2 separate regions of the Drosophila melanogaster genome follow, and region 2 is linked to region 1. A link is a contact called in public targeted proximity ligation data. All regions are on one chromosome and are shown on one strand. The core of a region is the stretch at or near the end of the contact, and the rest is flanking DNA. Distances in the headings are between cores, read along the strand shown. Region 1 holds the start of Rcd2 (Reduction in Cnn dots 2). Region 2 holds the start of fng (fringe).

The links.
Region 2: a targeted proximity ligation map of the Kc167 cell line shows a contact between it and region 1, with 6 times the contacts expected there. A contact is called at or near these places in 1 of 107 Hi-C or Micro-C datasets (the Kc167 cell line) and 2 of 7 datasets of targeted methods (both in the Kc167 cell line).

The regions. Positions count from the first base shown.
Region 1 is chr3L:20,539,162-20,541,861 of dm6, forward strand. It overlaps Rcd2 (Reduction in Cnn dots 2), which reads right to left and starts at 1,256. Exons shown (of 3, transcript NM_140987.3): 1 at 973-1,256.
Region 2 is chr3L:20,948,097-20,950,796 of dm6, forward strand. It overlaps fng (fringe), which reads right to left and starts at 1,416. Exons shown (of 7, transcript NM_079467.3): 1 at 1,074-1,416. The coding sequence starts at 1,205. It overlaps lncRNA:CR45243 (long non-coding RNA:CR45243), which reads right to left and starts at 2,687. Exons shown (of 1, transcript NR_125030.1): 1 at 2,263-2,687.

The DNA.
Region 1 (2,700 bases), core at 6-2,505:
TTTATTTGTCTTAAAATGCGTTCTCATCTTATATATGTATCTAATCTTATTTGCATAACCCATACCTTCGCAATTTATATTTTACCTAAGTCTGAAATTGCATCATTTCTACCTCAACCACTTGCAGCGTAACCCATCGCACTTTGTTCCTGAAATGCACTTTTATCTAATCTTCCGTTTTTCTGTCTCCTGTCTGAGATTTGAAGGCTCTTACCACTCTTACCACGCAGTTGTAACCAAGTTGCCAAGTACACTCTGATTACCGCTCAAACACGCTACCTGCTTTGTTTTCTTCGATTCGCACGATAAGTGTGTTATAACATATGCCATATGATTGCCTGATAACTCTTCGTTTTGATACCACACACACATACTGTACGTACTAAAAGTCGCACACAGTTTGGGCCAAAAGTATATTGCTGAATGGGCGCTTATGGGGTTTTCCTGTATTTCAGCGTTTCAGCATTTTCCAATGGCTGGGAAACGTATACGTTTCCGATCAAGTTTTTACTATGTTGCAGTTTGGCCATTTATTTGCAGCTTATTACTTTTATCGAAGTTTATCGACAATACAAGATGCATCACAGATATTTATAGACTATTTATGTTTTTGCAAGCCAGTGAAGTGGTGGCCAAAACAAAATGTCCGCCGACACGTGCATATCTGAAAGTGCATTTGACCGATTCGCCCTCAAATGTTATTGGACAAAGAGCTAAAGCGGAGCCCGCGGTTTACTCGGCTTTTAAAAAGGAAGCAGCGAATGAAATTCCATCTTTAGCATTTGCAGCACATATTTTTCACAGTGACCATTAAAAATAATGCCAAAAGTAGAAACCAAACCAAATGATCGAGATAGCGAGAAACATAACAAAATAGGCATAAAGCCAGGTGAAACACTTAGCGCCGAAATTAGGTCGCTTGGCCTACGCATATTACGAGTATGAATATATTTTGGACTCGATTGGCATTACCTTTACTTTACTTGTCGAGAGTCTAACTGATCCAAAAATAAAACTTCATTGTACTATTTGTTTTCAATTGACCGCCTGTCTGTCCATTTGGTCTCTTGTTTTTTAGTTGTTTCTTAGTTGTTTTTATTTTTGATTTAGCCCCGATGCTGGTCTTTTTCGCAGTGCTGCGTATTTGTGTTTTGTTTGAGACGCCGCTTTTAAGGTGATAAATATGTGAGGTTTCGGGATTTTTCACTAGAGCACAGCACACAACCGATTACAGTGGAGGTTTCCAGCAAACTAAGGAGTTGTTTGCCAATTGAACATTTTTATTTACGTTTCTCGCTCTCTTTTTGCCTTTCGCTCTCTTTTTTCGGCACTCAGCGCGATTTTCTCTTTGCCATTCTCCGATCTTGCTTGTTTTTACTTGTGTACGGTTGGGCAAATAAATCTGGCTAAATGCGTAATTACAATGGGCGAAGCGTTTACTTTATTTAATCAGACTGATCTATATTTTCGTATACGTACTAATTTTACTTGTTAATGGAATATAAGCATAGTTACTTATATTTATATTGCCTATGCCTCCTACATTCATTCACTTGCTCCAATACATATTAAACATTGCTTTATTATTCGGTTATGTTTAAAAAGCTAAATAATATCATCAAATTTGTTGTAGAAAAACAATTTATTTTATTTGCACTCAGAATTTTGAATCCTTGTACCACTGTTCGTATGCTTAATAAAGGTAAAATTGTTTGTTTATAGTGCGTATACGCGATAATGCTTATACGTTCGTTGTGACCTATCGATTATTTCGTGCGATGTTATATCGATTAACGACTTATAGCTGTAAAATGCTGATAAGCTGCACTGTTAATTAACAGAGCTGCTAAGCAACCGGATTGAAAAAATTACTTAATTTTGTTTCTGGCATTTTCGTTAAAAATCAATTAGACATTTGAGTGGTAGCTAGGAAGGGTGCGCGGCTACTGCTACGCTACTTCTCGCACAAGAATGGCAGGCTTACCAAGTATCAAGTACCTTACATAGCATTTTAAATGGCGATCTGCCGTTGGGCTGCCGTATAGCTTAAATCACTTCTAGTTTGAAAGAAAAAAGCCCGCCAAGTTCAAATGCCACTTAAATTTCAAAAAGTTCGTCATCATATGCTGTTTACGAAGCGATGGTTGCGCACATTGATGTGATAGTCGTGCGGTTTATCATATGAGTACACTGAGTACACTTCGATACAACTTGCGTTTGCGCAGTGACCCGTCTCCAGTATAAGCACCACTTAATAGTATTTTAAAGCTGTTCCGGTAGGTTTTGTAAACCATTTGCGTTGTAAACGAAACAAAACCTAACAAAATAAAGTATCTAGGTTTTATATAGTTAGTTTGTAAAGTTAGTCTGTTTAACTGGCTTAAGTTTAAAGATTGCCAAACTTAATTGAGCCTACAATATTGATTAAGAAACAAATTTTTTAAAATTTTGAAAATATTTGCATTATTTTGTCCCTTTTTAAATACATAACTGTGATTTTTCTCTTCGTTTATTTAACATAATGTGAAATGCTGATAAGCTGTTACTAAACACAGTAACCAGAAGAGGGAAATCACCTTTTTTGTCTGATCTGGCAACTCTGAGCATGGCACTAAATATATGCAGCACGCTTTTGGGATAAATTGATAAAATGGTTTTCGAAGAAAAATGTGGACAAAACTTTTGCTTTGATATAAAAAA
Region 2 (2,700 bases), core at 166-2,665, 410 kb after region 1:
TGCCAAAAAGTGTTTGCAATGCAATAGGAGGCTAACTAAGGCCATTCCCACGGACCTCAACTATTTGTTATCTGTGATGCAACTGACAAGGTTTTCCACTGGACGAGTCCATTGAGATTCACCTCCATGAGATCCCCCCTCGCAGCGCACACCTTGGTAATATTAGCACACAATATTTTATTACACAAAAATTTATGCAAAAATCAAGAGTAAGAAGAGAACAATAATAAATGGGCAGAGCAGACAGGGCTCAGAACCCTGACAGGCCCTGGAATCAGGCAACTGAAAGCTTTGGCGACGCTCTGCCGACGGCAAACCAAGAAATTCAGGAACGGTTGACTGGATCTTCGGTAATCGAAACTGGGAATACTCTTGTGGGAATTGGAAAGTATTGGTGATTTTCAAAAATATATTCCAAGTGCCTAATGGTATGATTTTAGGATTTTAATAATGTCTCGATAATGCGAGCCGATCTTTGAACATCAACTTTAACAGAATTACATTCTCTTGTCCTTAAATCAATCAAATATAAGCTTAATTGTAAAAAAAAAAAACAAATAAATTCAGGATCATATTTCCATTTTTGAAACAAACCACTAAGCTAGGCACTACCTCTACATAAACTTCTGCACAATTTCTAAAGCAATCAAGTCCTTAGTTCCAAATGAATTCCCCGTGATACCGATCCCCATCCAATCACCAATCGTAGGGTATATCCTTTTAAAACGCTTCCTCGCCGAAATTTGTGTTCAATTATGATACCCCCTATTAGGGTATAAAAGCGCAAAAAGCCAAGCACCGAAACTGTTTTATATGCAAGGCAAGGGCGTAAAAGGTTTTTTTAACGGCCAAAGCCGCAGCTGCAAAACTCAAGTCGCCGGCGTTGATTTATGAAAGTGCACGAGTCGACGTCGATCGGGATCGGAATCAAAGGGGGATAATGCAAATTGCCTGGCCTTTGCAGCTTTGCAACTTATGCAGATCAGTGCGGAGCACACACGTTTGACAGTTTCGCAGCGCTAACAACACCCACGCAAGCTGGATTATGTCGCCCACTCGAACTCGCAACTCACTTGGATGCCCGGATATCCGTAGGCGCTCTGGTAGAGCAGTAGGGTCATATAGACGACGGCGACGGCTAACATCATGGCTTGCAGGATTCGCTTAAAACGTTGCGGTGGCGAGAGCACAGTCAGGCTCATCATACGGTTACGGACCACTACGCGCACATTGAAGCACCGCCGATTTGATCACTGGGTAGGTTTTATATTCCAATATTAGCTGGTTCTTTTCCTGGATCGTATGAATTCTGCTCGATTTCTGAAATTACGATATCTTTTAAGTTTATTTCGATTTCGATATCGCAGCACGCGCGCACTGACGTCTTGCTTGTGGCAAGCTTGAAAAGCAACTGATTGTGGTAGCGCGATCTACTCTTCTCTTCTTCCAGCGAAAATCGTAAACAAAACAAAAACCAGAAAGACCAGTAAGCGGTGAGAGTAGCGAGAGAGAAAGAGAGAGAGAGAATTCCCTTTGAGCTGGTCCAATTGGAAACGTTAGCTGCTCCAATGGGAGCAGCTGGCGCTCTCTCTTCGATCGCGCTCGCTCTCATCCTCTCTCTTTAGCTTGTGCCACAGTAGCTGCCGAAGGCAATTTTCATGTGCTCGTGTGTCGACCCCCACTCAGCCCACTTCTGATCGGAATCGGGGATTCGGAATCGTGTAAGGCAGCCTTTGAAGGTCCCTTTTCCAGGTGGCGGCCGTATCCTTAAAGTAAACATAGTTCAACTGACTTGGCAGCGCTCCAAATGCGGTGACTTCTTGGCTATGTCATATATACCCCCACTCCCCTCCTGACTACCCTGCCACGCCCCACCGCCCACCGTCGGCGACGACAATTCCATTAAAAGTTGTACGTTGTCACTTTGCGTTAACTTATCTGTGGAGCATGTTGTGCGATCGCATTTTTATTGTCGCCATTGTCTCTCGCTCTCTCCATCGCTCTTTCGCCTGGCTTCCCTACCCTGCCCACACAGGGAAGCCTACACACTCTTAAATCATGCACTTGGAACAAAAAGTGCAAGCATTAAACTTTATTTAAACATTCAAGAGCCGCTCCTCTATTTACCATTGAAATTTTATTTCAAATAGAGAGGTCTTTTCAGATTATATTATACCTTTAAGTGGCTTAGAAATAGTTAGACAGTGTATTTATGGATAAGTAATTAATTTAACTAAAAAATACAAACAGAAGAATTCTTTTACAATAATTTCAAACTACTAATTTCTACATCCCTTTCTCGCTCCGTGCATCAAATGCATCCACATCTCACGTGCGTCGGCAGCGTTCTGCGACGTTTCTTTGTCGCTCGGTTTTTGTGTAGCACTTGGCCTGCTCCCCACTTGACAATGCTTTGCATGCCAGGCACCATCCAGCAGTATCTTCCCGTTCCTCCTCCTCTTGCTGCTCTCAGCCCATTCAGCTCGATCCCATTCCATCCCAATCCGAATCCCATCCTACTCCTCACCAGCTTGTCATATTCCATGTTTGTGGCGGCGACAAAAGCTTTTGCGGACACCTCTGCCCGCGTCGACTGCGCTGCCCGCACAATCAGCAACTCGGCATCTTGTTCGCTGTCCCTTTGTGCGCCTTTCGCCTGAATTGCATTAAGCAGAGTCGGCGGAGCACTGCAAGAAAATA